2 separate regions of the Mus musculus genome follow, and region 1 is linked to region 2. The links are chromatin contacts, called in public Hi-C maps. All regions are on one chromosome and are shown on one strand. The core of a region is the stretch at or near the end of the contact, and the rest is flanking DNA. Distances in the headings are between cores, read along the strand shown. Region 1 overlaps Tbl1xr1 (transducin (beta)-like 1X-linked receptor 1). Region 2 has its middle 67 kb from the start of Gm31693.

What was found. A called contact is a pair of places that touch in the nucleus more often than the background predicts.
Region 1: a contact with region 2 is called in a Hi-C map of bone marrow-derived macrophages, with 11 read pairs. The contact joins two enhancer-like sites. A contact is called at or near these places in 2 of 484 Hi-C or Micro-C datasets (bone marrow-derived macrophages and liver) and 1 of 115 datasets of contacts at active chromatin or transcription factors (embryonic stem cells).

What each region holds. Positions count from the first base shown.
Region 1 is chr3:22,147,972-22,155,533 of GRCm38.p6, reverse strand. Tbl1xr1 (transducin (beta)-like 1X-linked receptor 1) reads right to left here. Exons shown (of 16, transcript NM_030732.3): 2 at 6,526-6,592. Among named protein-coding and RNA genes, the nearest start is that of Tbl1xr1, 75 kb to the right of the region's middle. Within about 2 kb of position 2,558, at least 44 of the 459 cell types and tissues checked have an H3K27ac peak or open chromatin away from gene starts, as enhancers often do. A contact at or near this core is called in bone marrow-derived macrophages, where this site is marked.
Region 2 is chr3:21,631,899-21,638,748 of GRCm38.p6, reverse strand. No RefSeq gene overlaps it. Among named protein-coding and RNA genes, the nearest start is that of Gm31693, 67 kb to the left of the region's middle. Within about 2 kb of position 4,663, at least 73 of the 459 cell types and tissues checked have an H3K27ac peak or open chromatin away from gene starts, as enhancers often do. A contact at or near this core is called in bone marrow-derived macrophages, where this site is marked.

The DNA.
Region 1 (7,562 bases), core at 1,309-3,808, 520 kb before region 2:
AGTACCTAGGAGAATTAAAATGATATAAGCAACTTAGTATCAGTGCTATTGAAACAAGTAACTGGAAAGCTTCGCAACAAAACAAGTTCTCATTCAGATAGATGTCTGGGCAAATCCCACCCAACTTGTAACTCTGATATACTTTTCCAGGAGAAAAGGGATGGTCAAGTTCAGGATAGACTCTCTCTTGTCAGAGTTCTCCCTTCCTAGCATGTAGGCTCCTCCAACTCATTCTACTACAACAGTGGTACACTGATACCCGTACTGAATAACTACACAGATCAAGCCACAGATAATTTCCCCAACAAACACATATGTAAAAACTCATAAAATTCTTACAAATCAAATTCAAGAATACTTTTTAAGATCACACACCAAAGCTGATTTTACCCTAGAGATGCAGGTTGGTTCAACATACACAAAACTCTAAGTGCAACTCAGCACATAAAAAGAATTAAGGACAAAACTCCTTCATTAAAAAAAAAAAAAAAGCCAAGAATTAGAAGGAGCATATCTCAGCCTAACAAAGGTTGTATACAACAAACTTATGGCCAACATTGTACTATATGGGAGAAACACTCCTCTAAAATCTGAACTGAGACAAGGGACCCTATTCTCTCAATTCTTATTCATCATGGTGCTTTAAGTCCTACCTAGAGTTTGAGGCAGAGAATGAAACACAGACACAAACATAAAGTCTTACTTAGGTTGCTCTTCCAGGATGATCAACTCCTGGTATGCAGTACCTGGACACACCTTTCAACTTTTCTGAGCTTCTGGACAAGTCCATAGAAAGCAACGTTGTGCACCAGGGAGTGGGGCTGGGCTGTGTCTCTGCCACAGGTCCTTTAGGAAGTGCTGAGCAGAACAAACCCGCCCTTCTCAAAGCCTGTCCACACATCAACAAAGAATGGGGCTGATACACTCCCCCAAACCTCCACAAACTACTCTTCCAAAGGTAGTCAGTATGTGTAGCCTTTCATCCCCTTTCTATACCTCCCCACCGGAACATTTAGATGTACTTGAAAACAAACAGTTATGATTAAGCATTCAATTCTATAGAAACTAATAGTCCCAACAGAGCCAGCCTCATGGTTCTAAGCTCAGAAGTCGTGTTAAATGAAGTTAGATATTACATTGTTGTGGAATAACTAAAGAATCAGAACATCAATTTAAAAATGGAGCTAAGACTGATGGAACAGGTTCACAAACTTATCTGTGAAGCAAGAAATTACTCATGGAACATTTAAAGGACCTGCATATAGTCTTCATAACACCTTCCGGCAGAGATGTCAATCAGAAGAACCATGGTAAATAATCTCAGATGATTACAAAGTACACTCTAAACTGCCTATTTTACACACAACACGCATGCAAACAAAGTGTATTTCTTTCTATCTAATGGGTATCTGCTACCATGTATATCTGTCCACCATGTGTATGCCTGGTATCCAAGGAGGCCACAGAGGGCATGACACTATTACTTCTTTAGCCCCTATACCTACATTTTTAAAGGTAAACAAACTGTAGTTTGTGTTGTTTTCTTTTTTTAAGCACTTACGGGGAAAAAGCAAGACTATACCACACCAAGAAATGGTATCCAATCAAAAATTTAACCAAATAACATACATAAATCAAATGCAGCCAAACAAATGCGGAGTCGGGGTGTGGTGCTCACACAAGGCTTACTTAAATACTTAAAGGAAATGTGGACCTTAAGTCATCCTGGCAACTCAGAAACCCAGAAAGCACATGTGTCAGGTCACGTTGATGGCATTGTTAGGTCAAGGGCAACTTGAGCCAAAGTGAGACAAACATCCCTACCCCACTCCACCCCCCAACAAAAAACAATTGGAAAACATAACACTAAACTTCCGGGGGAGGGGGGGGGGGAAATAAATACAGCACTCATCCCTTTCTCTATCACAGAGGAGCACTGGCTCCAGGTATCCTGGACATCCAGAACTGTGCTCTGGAGAAGCAGGTGGTACACTGTAATCTCAGCACTTGAAGGCTGCAAAAGGAAAATTGAATTGAAGGCCATCCTGTGCTATATACATACATACATACATACATACATACATACATACATACATACATGTTGTATCAGAGAACCAAATTCTATATTTAATATACTTAATTACATGTCACTTTATTATTCACTATTAAATATAATTGAAATACTGGATAAAAATTAACATCATTGTTAACAATAATTACATATTATATTATTAATATGTAAGCAATATAGCAATTAGTATAGTCAGCATTAGCTATGATTAATATGACTGCTAATACTTAACATATTGGTGAGTTTTTTCCTGTATAATTTTGTTTATTTTTAAATATTTCCTAATTATTACATATATCACATGCATAAGTATACAAAATAATCAAGTTTATGTAAACTTCACTAACAGGTTTTTTTTTCATCATGAAAATACTGGCAAAGGAGTTGTATTTTAAAAATAAAATGCTAAGTTTGTATCAGAAACACTGTATCACACACTTACATTGCTGCCCCAGAATCAACCACTTCCTGAACCCAATACTGTGGCTTCACTTCTGCTTTGTACTGAAAGCAAACAGGACTGACGTGGGGACCAGGGACATGCAGAAAGATGAAGGACATTAAAACTGGGGGGTTTTTTGTTTGTTTGTTTTGTTTTGTTTTGTTTTTTTGAGACAGGATTTTTCTGTGTAGTCCTGACTGTCCTGGAACTCACTTTATAGACCAGGCTGGCCTTGAACTCAGAAACCCGCCTGCCTCTGCCTCCTGGGATTAAAGGTGTGCGCCACAGTGGTGGCTTTAAACTAAGCACTTGGGAGGCAGAGGCAGGCGGGTTTCTGAGTTCGAGGCCAGCCTGGTCTACAGAGTGAGTTCCAGGACAGCCAGGGCTACACAGAGAAAACCCTGTCTCAAAAAAGAACCAAAAAACAAAAAAAAAACAAAGACAGAATATGAATGTCTATTCACATCATTTCAAAGACTGCAACATCAGCTTGAAAAGGCTCCCTTAGCCATGAAAATCTGATTGACATCAGTAATAATAAAACCACAAAGCAGTAGCACTGAAACAAATCCTACCTTCTAGAAACCTGGGGAACAAGTCAGTATTTAAAAACCAGTAAAGAAAGAAAAAACAAAGCAAAACAAAACATGCATGCCTCTCCTGTATAAGTCAGGACACAAGAGGCTTTCTTTATAGAAACATTAATGTTTGTGCACACTCATAGAATAATGAATTTGGCATCTAGGCCATGATCAGCAATGAGCATTCTCAACTGTTAGATGCTTCTTCAGGGATGTACTAGTGAAGTACTACTAGTAGTGAAGGACTGGTAAAGCCTTTCTAGGCTTCTATCTACATAATGAGGGGTGAGACCAAGATTAGATCAAACCCTTGGACCTAACTGTTGATTTACAGAAAATACAAGGAAAAGATGAGCGTTTCCCTAAAAAGATACAATTAACAAAGTTGAGTAGGGGAAACTCTACAGACAGTTAGAGAGGGATAATTAAGTAAACTGTGCACAGTAACTAGTCATCTTGTTGCCATTCTATAAAAAAACATAAGAATTTTCAAGAAACTTAAAAGCTATTAAAAAATGTCAACATCTCATACCTATGAGATAACCAACATTTGGATCACAGTATGGAAATTGTCAGAAAAGATAAACAAAAACACCTGCTTGCTACAAAAAGCCTGCTCAGAAATCCAAAAAGAACTTCTTAAAATCTGAAATCAAAATCTCACATAACTCTACCATGAATTAACCAAAACAGAAGCAATCCAAATGCCCACAAAGCAAGACACTAATCAAAGAAAAACATGCATAAGATGGTGTGTTCTTCAGCCTCTGAAAATAAGCAGGGAACAGCATAGGCGTTATGGTGCACATCTTTATTACCATCACTGAAGAGGAGACAAGACAGGTGGATGGATCTTGGTGCGTTCCAGGCCTGCCTGGTCTACATATCAAGCACCAGGCTAGCCAGGCTAAATGAGACCCTGTCTCAAAAAACAGACAAGGCAAATAAGATAGAGGAAATCGTGCTTTGGCTTCAACATGGATGGACTTCCAGACACCATATATAGAAACTAGAAGAGGACAATCAGGCGAGACAAGTATTGTTAGAACGCTGTTTCCAGAAAGGACCTAACCTATACCCAGAGAAAAGGAAATGACAGCGGTGCAGGTCTAGACAGACTTCTAAACGCTCAACCACTGCTGCATTAACAACAGTGAAGACAGCACCTGGTTTGTGGTTTCAAATGTGAATGCAATATGTACTTATATTCCTTCTCACATGAAAAAGTTAATGCCAGTTTAAAGCAGAAGAATGATATTGCAATTATGTAGGAGTATGCAACTTCTAATAGTGAAATATTTAGGAATAAAACTGATGTGTCAATGGCCACACTAATCAGGCAGCAGGGCACATCAGGGCAGAACTTATCAGAAAGAACATCTGTAAGAGGGGCTGTGGGTGGCAGAAGGAGCTATAGCTTTCCTCTCTAATACATGTTTGAAGCAAAAGAGTAAAAATCATCACATGACATGGTCACCAATGAATTCCAGAGAAAAATACAAAATAACTTGCACAGGAAAACTGCCAGTTCCAGTCATGTGAAGTGTATTTTAAGAAGTAAAGCAATATAAGCTCCATGTATGGTCCAGAGAAGGTGGCAAAGGGGTCACCAATCCCCAGTGTTTATATCAACAGTGCTCACTAGGACCAGGCCCTCTCACCAAACACCTGCACATGAAAGTTTCAGAGGAAACCGGGAAATAGTCTCTTCCTTATACTAGAAAGGACTGGCATGCAGGTACCCTGATAGATGAGTGACAAGCGGACAGGAAAAGCGAGTCCCTGGGGAAGGAGGCTTCATGCCCAGGGCAAGACAAGTTTACACACTCTTCCCAGCAGTGCTCGGCTGAAAAGTCACTAGTTTATTTCTGTGATTTTCTATTTAATATCTTCAGATCATTGTTGATGTAGCACAAGTAATAAACCTCAGCAATTATAAATGTGGGGTATGGAGGACTGCCGTTCACTCTACTATTTATTTATCCCCAAACACACAACAGCCAAATAGGAGGAATACAGTTAAAAGGCTCCAGTGGCTGGTAATGGCTGCTGGGGGTGGGATGTCCTTTCTCTTCAGAAGTGTAGCCACTCGAAAGCTGCCTCAACTCCAGCAAATAATCCTACACCCATTCACCAAAATAAACCATGATTAAGCCTATGGTGAATGCATCGGTGCACACACGCCTTCATGCCCAGCACTCAGGAGGCAGAGGCAGGCCGATCTCTCTGAATCTACCGCAACCTAAGCTAACAGGGAGACCCAATCTCAAAAAGAAGAAAAATAGGGGGTCCAGGTGGTACATTCATATGCTAGAGAGAAGGATTATTCCAGAGGGAGTGAGGGGGGAGGGGGTTAGAAGAAGAAAATGAAACAGATGTCACACAGATTGTCAAATAAATTTTTAATTGAAAAAAATTCTAAGACAGGGAGCAAAGGCACCCCAAACATACAATATTAAAGTAGGATAAAATCATTCTGAATTTTAGTTTGTGAAACCACTTAACCTATAGCACAAATAAATCTTGGGAATTTAATACAACACTACTATTGAATTACCACAAGTCACCAAATAGGAAATGTGGTGATTATTACATAACAGCTGAGATTTATTTATAATTCAAAGTCAAAGACTTCTAAACCTTTCTAAAGAGATAAAAGTGTCTTCCCCCCTAAAGTTAACAACTAAATAAAAATGTAAAATATTATACATTTAGCTGCATATTAACTAGTAACATCAAGATAAGCACAATGTCCCAAAACTCACTAAAATGATTAACAAAAGTAAAGGAATTATTACTATCAATATCAAATTTTTAACAAAAACAATTCTACTCACAAAATGTAGTTCATTTCACACAAAAGATCATATTTCCATCCTATTTTTGGCTGAGTGAGAATGGCCCCCACAGTCCCCTGTATTCACGTGCTTGGGTCCTAGGTTCTGAGACTGGGAAGAACTAGGAGGTGTGGCCTTATTGGAGGAGACACATCACTGGGGTAGACTTGAGGTCTCAAAAGCTCGACAATTCCCAGTTAGGTCTCTCTGTCTCATGATTGTTGTGTCAGCATGTAAGCTCTCAGCCACTGCCCAAGCACTGTGCCAACCTGACTACTGCCATGCTCCCAGCCTTGGTGGTCATGGACTCTAACCCCGTAAAATAATAATAATAATAAGCTCCCATTAAATGCTTTCTTCTTTAAGTTGCCTTAGTCATGTTGACTCAGCACAACAATAAAAAGTAAGACACTAGGTAACCATAAAAATAACAGGAAAATGAGAATGTTTAAAATAATAAACTTTTGAGCTTTCTGAGATTTTTGAGAAATTTTTAATTCTCAAACGTCTCTAGAAAACAAGAATCAGCACAGCTATAAAGCACTAACATAACACACCATGGTACAGGAGAAAAAGGAGAGGCACCTTACTTACCATTGGCAGTGCATTGATGTGAGGATGAACAACTGGATAGCCAACCACCAATCACAAGTTACTGAAGCTAAGAAGAAGGAAAACAGTTTCAGCGTTCTTAAATTCAATCTAAGGTTTCCCATACCAAGCTCTGCATATTCAAAATACTCATTTATACAAGTTTTTAGTATTCCACCAGTGAGACTGTCCAGCACAGCTGTGTTACAAACTGCAGCAAACACTGCATGCCTATATTCCTGAGGGGCTGATGCGGCAACTGACCAGCATCTGAGGAAGGTCATGCATGACCTCCCCAGTTCAGCTCGATCCCAGAGAGTGTGACTCCATTAGAGTTCATCAGACATGACCACACGCCATGGAAATGATGTGAACTTCCATTCTATATATTTTGAAGAGAGACACATTTAACCGGTTTTGGAATTGTTTCAATCACATGTCAGGTGCTAATCTCAGAGTTCACATCTCCCAGGCTTTCTACTGTTCTGGTGAGTGACTCACAGGCCCCAACACCCATGGAACATCTGCAACAGAAAAGTCATGTTTGTTCTGCCTGATAAAGCTTGTCAGCTTTATGAGGGCTCATTTATTAATTGTTGATCTTACTGCCTGTGCTATTTATTGGTGTTCTGTTCAGGAAGTTATCCCCTGTGTTCCTCACTTCCTTTTCTATCAGGTTCGATGTATCTGGTTTTAGGTTGGAGTCTCTGATCCACATGGACATCAGTTTTCTGCAGGATGATAGAAATAAATCTATCTGCAATCGTTTACATGCATATATTCAATTAGATGAGAACCATTTGTTGAAGATGCTTTCTTTTTTCTGTTAAATAATTTTGCCTTCTTTATCAAAACTCAGATGCCCATGGGTATGCGGATTTATGTCTGGGTCTTCAATATGATTTCACTAATCAACTGTCTGTTTTTATACTAATACCATGTGGCTTGGCTCTGTAGGACAGCTTGAAATCAGGAATGATGATATTTCTGGAAGTTACTTAATTATTCAGGATAGATTGTTTTAGTTCTCCTGAGTTTTC
Region 2 (6,850 bases), core at 3,414-5,913:
TAAGCCTTGGTGACTGGGGTACAGCAAGTTCTGTCTCTCACTGACAGGTTAAACAGGTTCTTTTTTTTTTTTTTTAATGTGTTGAAGGTATATAAATTAAAGGGGCTGTGGTGACAGCTATAACTTTTCCTATTTCATGTGGCCTCTCTACAATATTATCCTTAAAGAATGCGTTTGCCCTTGGTAACATTTCAAATTTGGGGGTTGCTCTAAATCCAGCTTTTCAGCTCCTGTTGAAAAAACTAGAAGTGTATATCTTCCAATAAAAATGATTGGTTAGACTTGGGAGATAAGGCCCAACTGGATGAGGGCAGAACTAACTAGATGACCTCACGTTACTTTCCTGAACTCTGGCCTGCCTGACCTAAGAGTATGTTTGAGTTTGTACCCCAGTAGCAAATAGCATCTGAGCATCCTTCACCTCTATTAAATTGTGTTATTTTGCAATCAAACTTTCTGGGCCAGGGAGATGGCTCTAGGGTAAAGAGCTTGTCCTGTAAGCATGATGATTTGAGCTTGGTCCTCAGAACCTATATGAGAAAGTCTTGTTCAGCAGCATGTTTGTCATCTCAGCACCTGGAGGCAGAGGCGGACATGTCTCCCCGGACTGAATTGATGGGTCCTTGACCAAATGAGAGACCCTGGCTTCAAGAAACATGACAAATGTCACATGTGGAGTGATCCTTGAGGTTGAGGCTAAGCTTTGGTCACACAGACAAACATATAACTTTGGAGGGTCCTGTTGTTAGAACAACTGGCTAAAGATCCAGTATGGAATTAAAGTTCCAGCTTTGCTTTCCTTATGGTAAGGCTGGCTTCTCTTCCCACGCCTTTCAGGAAGACTGTACACCCTACCCTCTAACTTAGTGCCTTTTTATTCCTCTGTTCCTGGAACTGTTTCTACACTGCTGCTTCCTGCACTCCACGTCCCGCCTCCTTTCATATACTTGTCCCTGCAGGCCTACCTGTCTGAAGGAATGTGGGGCGATGTCATTGTGGAAGTACAACTTCCTTCTTTCTCTCTTCCTTTCTTTTTCAAATTTCCTATCTATTTGCAAAAAAACAGAACAAAAGCTTTAAGTTTTTTTATGAGTCTAAGTGGGCATGGTATTTATTTTGTCAATTTATGGCTGCTCACTGGAATTCTGTGAGGCTGATCCTTGGGCCAAACTTAGATTCAAATTGTTCACAGGCTATCATAGGTGAAAGTATCTTCCAGCCAAGAGTACAGAGCTGATGTCCTCATCACAACACACTGCACAGCAGCTGCTTAGATATATGCCTAATCCCTTAAATGCATTGTTCTTAATCATTTTTTTTGCAATTAAATTTCCCAGCATAATTCCTTATACATATTAATGGGATTGGTTCTGATATTTTTATACATGCATACAGTATGACTTAGTCATATAACCATGCTTCTTATGCGCTCAGAACCCTTTCGTGTGTGTGTGTGTGTGTGTGTGTGTGTGTATGTCTGTTACTTTTGTTTTGTTTTTCAACTATGAGGTATTGTACATTCACCCATTGTACTAAACATTTCAGAAAGCAGCAAGGACATATGTATCATCCCATAACCCACAAGCGATCAGCATTAACTGATTAATTTCCATAATTTTTACACTTAAGACCCAGGATGGAAGCGGAATGATCATAAGAGCCACAAGTCCAGAACATCTACTGAAAAATAATCTTTCCTGAAGAGGGATGAAGAGTGGAAGGGAAGGATGGAGGGAGGGAGAGAGAACACAAATTTTGGAAGGGAATGGTAGGAAGGAATGGGTCTTGGAGGAATTGTTGATGAATATGATCAAGATACATTGCATGAAAATCTCAAAGATTTAATAGAAATTATATATGATTTTAAAATAACTGTCCAGATAAATTTTGTCTTTGTAAAATTATTCCTTTTATATAATAGAACTGCATTAGTTTCTTTCTCCTTTTTCTCCCTTCAAACCTTCCCATGTCACCCTCTTTGATTTCTTTCAAATTCATGGCTTCCATTTTGATTATTGTTGCATATATTCCTAAATATACAAATGCAACCTGCTCAGTCTATATAATGTTACTTGTTTATAGTTTTTAGAACTGATAATTTGGTATTGGATAACTGGTAATTTGAATATACTTGCCCCATGGGAAGTGGCATTTAGGAGGTATCCTTACTGGAGAAGGTGTAGCCTTGTTAGAGGAAGTGTGTCACTGTGGAGGCAGGGCTTTGAGATCACATATATATATGCTCAAGTCTGGCCAGTGTGATACAGATGCTCCTCCTGGTGTCTCTGGAAGATAGCATCCTCTGTCTGCCTTCAGATCAAAATGTAGAACTCTATTCTTTTAGTACCATGTCTGCCTGGATACTATTTTGCTTTCCACCATGATGATAATGGACTGAACCTCTGAAACTGTAAGCCAGCCCCTTATAATAGTTGCCTTGATCATGGTGTCTCTTCACAGCAATGAAAACTCCAACTAGACAATAAAAAAAGACTTCTGGGTCTTTCCTCCGTCCACGTTAGCATGTTCATTGTTATGCTTGCTCAGCTCCTGTTTAGATAGTCATGTTGATGTGACATTTTTGGTATAGCTTTTGACATTTGTACAAGATACAATCTCAAAATAGATTCCCTGATTCCCTGGTTCTTAGAAACTTTTAGCTGCTCTGCACCCAACACACACACACACACACACACACACACACACACACACACACACACACACACACCAAAACCAACCAAACAAACAGAAAAAACCCAGGAAGCCATAGAATATATCCAAAGTACCTGTAGAGTAAAAAGAAAGAAGAAAAAATATAAATAAAATAAACTTAAAGTAAAAAATAAGAGAAGGAAAAAGAAAGAAAGAAAGAAAGAAAGAGAGAGAGAAAGAGAAAGAGAGAGAAAGAGAGAAAGAGGAAGGGAGGGAGGGAGGGAGGGAGGAAGGAAGGAAGAGAGAAAGAAAGAAAGAAAGAAAGGAAGGAAGGAAGGAAGAAAAGAAAGAAAAGAAAAGAAAAGAAAAGAAGAGAAAAGAAAAGAAAGGCCTTGCTTAACTTGACATTGTGAGATAAAGAACTTGCAAAGTTGCAGCAGAGTTCATTTCTTTTGGGTGTCTACAGCTGGGCATACAGCTTATTCCTAAAGTAGTTTATTTCCCCAATGAGGCTTTCTTGGAGGAAAGTCAATTCTCATTTGCAAGTAATTATCAATTGGAGATTGCTTCTGGTTTAGGAACGGGTTCATGTGTCCACTCATTTCAATTCTAAGAACCCAATCTGGTACAGTCCTGCATAGGCTCTGTGGATGTTGTCTCAGTCTCTTGTGAGCTCACATGTGTGTCATTGCTGATGATTTAGAGGGCCTTCTTTGCCCTCTGGCTCTTACACTTTTTCCACCACCTCTTCTGCAGGGTTCCCTGATTGCTGATGGGAGAAAGGTGATGGAGAAATCCCATTTAGGGCTGAGTGTTTCATCCATTTGCCTGCTCTGAGGCAGTCTCTAGCTTGAGAGCTTTGATGAACCTTGTCTTGGCTTCTTTATTCCTATTTGCAAATGAGAAGAACTCAAGTCTGAGTTTTAATACATTGACTGTCAGGAATATTAGTAAAAGGCCTCATAATTGGTCATAGTTTCAAACTTCAAGGAGTTTTTAGTTTTAGACCTTACAATGTGACTGAGCAGGATTGTCGTGATCTGATTGATTAAAACATGAGTAACTTCCTTATTTGGATCATCCTGTTCGAAAGTTCCAGATTATGCAAACAATGCCAAGCTGCCTTTCTATGACTGACTACCTCATTTTCTTTTATTTTTGAAGTAACTACTTAAAGGAAATGGACATAAGTAAACTTGTTCAGTAAACGTTGTGCCAGGCTTTGTTCCCAGAAAGAACACTAGAACATTCCATTGAAGATCAGAGCCTAAAGTGGGTCCCCTTAAGTTGGAGAAAGTATTCTAAGTTAGTTTGCCAATCTGCTACCTCCATCTTTCCTTCATCTCTACCCTTCACCCCGTCTTTCCTCTTTTTCCTATCCCTGCATTTGGGATGGGGCATAGATGATCTTGCTCTGTAACCTAGGTTGGCCTAGAACCCAGATTCTCCTGTTTGTCTCCTAACTGCTGAGGTTTTAAGTGTGTGCCACCAAATTAGTCTCCCCTTAGTAAAAGGGTTCTATTAGGGGACCTACTTTAATTTCTTTTAAAAAAAACTTTAAACTTCTATGGTTCTACAATTTTAGAGCAGAAATGTCAGCACTGGAACAAGCTATTGGATATGTAGTTCATAGAGTTAGTTAAGACTTACACAAATTTTTTATTTTATTTTATTTTATGTTTTTATTTTTATGTCTTTCCCCATCTGCAATTAGGTAAAACTCTAACCTACCTTAGTTTAACACAAATGCCAATCCAGATTCGATTTCTCGCCCTTCCTTGTTAGCTAAGTCAACTCTGCTTAACTCTATTAAAAGTGCTAAGAGATTAAACAAATGCCAGGGAGTCCGCGATACCGGTCTTTGACTGGTTCTTTGTGATATTTCTTTTGCATTTGCTGCCAAAGAGAGAGGGCTTGTAGTACAGTGGGCTTCAAGCCCACTCTCAGGATGAGCACAGAGCCAACCAACCAAGTCTTTTCTGTCTTTTCTTTGACTTTCTGTAGATAAGGCTGCTCTGCCTGGCAAGGAAAGGCCCTGCAGCTGTATAGGGAACTAACCTCCCCTCCTCCACTGTGGCTTAAGCCTAGCAACTTCTCTTTCACAGTCTCATGAACCACTTCATTATCATAATTTTGAGGATGTTGGCCAGGAAAAGAAATTAGTTGGTAGGCAGGAAAGGCAGTAATATGTGTGTTTATTTCTGTCCTCTCTCCCTGGAGCTTTTGGACCTGATGTGGATAGTGAATTCTAAGACACAGCTGCCCTTTTCTGAGAGCAGCAGTCTTGGAGGTGGGGGAGGAGGCTAAAACTAAGCAATGTTTGCATTTGCTAATCATAATAAAGAGGCTATTAGGAGCTGACTGATTAATCGGCCACTGCAGATTTCAATTATAGCTCAGACATTTAGATGTTTATGTGTGTGTGTGTGTGTTTGAGAGAGAGAGTGAGAGAGAGAGAGAGAGATGGATACATTAAGCACTGGTTGTGGCTGGCATTGAAACTTACTTCCATAGTGTGAATAGAAATCAAATAATTCTTTCTCTCTAAATGTGCTCTGTGAAATTATAAAGTGCTATGTAAATAAATTGGTGCTATTTCTAATGCTCAAAGCTATGTCTTAGACTTGATGAATATTTATTATTAACTCATAAAGTAGAGTTGTAATTAATTTTATGAAATTGACATACTCAGGGGATGTATCATTTCTAGCTTATCTGTTTAACCAGGTGTATGTTTTGTGAAATAATTTTATATTAGTGATATTCATAATTCCATGGTTTGTTATGTTGGTAGGCTGAAATTAGCATGCTTGAAAATTATTAAGGATAGATGCCTTCCTCACAACCAGTTTTAAACACCTTCTTCTTTTGTTCCTCCTAGTACACTAATTTTAAGGGAGAAGAAAATATTACATTGCTCTCTTTAAGAATTAAAATATTAATGTGAGGGTGATAGTAAAATACATGTGACATGGAAAACTGGGAAGGAGGCTTTAAAGATTTGAACAAGGGTAGAATAGATAAGACAGGAGGGGAGTAGACTAATTCAACCACGGATGTAACTGAGATTTATGGAAACCCACTTGTTTTTAAGTGAATTAAAAAACATAATTGAAACATGAAAAGGAGCTTAAACAGAATGGGTGGACAATGCTGCTCCCAGAAATCATGGGTTAGCAATTGAAAATCTTAGTGCTCTGGGATAACTCCTTATGGTCAGGGAGACCTCAGTGGCACTCAAAACAGCACAGATTATTGCCATTATTCTATCTTGCCCATCATAACTAGATGGTAGGATATTATAGCTGAAGATATAAGATACTTTGCTTGCAAGATGTAGATGAATCAATCTCTAAATGACTTGGAGATTCTTCCTTTTCTGGCTAGCTTTCATAATACCAAAAGGTGCTATGTAGGCTTCGAGGGGAAAAAAAAGATTATCAGTTGTCCTGCCCAACCTTAAACACTGTATCTTACAATAACAACCAGCTAGACAAGATGGGCACACTGGTATAATAGTGGCATAGTTGTTATAGGTACAACAAACTACTTTCTGTTTGGATTTGATAGCTCTTCTTAAGGAGAGATTTCATATTTTTTTACTGTAAATCTGGTTAGAAGCACAGAGCTGGGAAGGTAATAGGCTATTCAGGGAGAGGAACATATTATTAATATTTTTGCTGAATGGCAATATTATTAAACTACCTTCAAAATTTTTATGTACGTACCTATAAATTTTTGTTGTTCTTAGCCTTCATGAGAGATTATCTTTTTCTTTTCTTTTGCTTTCTTTTCTTTTCTTTTCTCTTCTCTTCTCTTCTCTTCCTTTCCTTTCCTTTCCTTTCCTTTCCTTTCCTTTCCTTTCCTTTCCTTTCCTTTCCTTTCCTTTCCTTTTCTTTCCTTTTCTTTCCTTTCCTTTTCCTTCTCTTTTCTTACAATGGGTAGTGGTTTATGCAAGCAGACTCACAACTGGTGTTAGGATTCAGAGCCTAGACAAGGAGCTGAGGTGGATATTTAACATACCAAAGTGGACCTGGCTGCCAGGTTCTTCCAGCATCCCATAGTCCCTACCTGTAACCTGCATGGCTGGCTATTCTTGCACTCTGCTCTGAACTAACTTTCCAGCCCAGGGGCTGGGTTTCCCTTCCCCCAGGAGTTTTTTTCCTATATAGTCCAGAGATTTTGGTCTCCTCTCTCC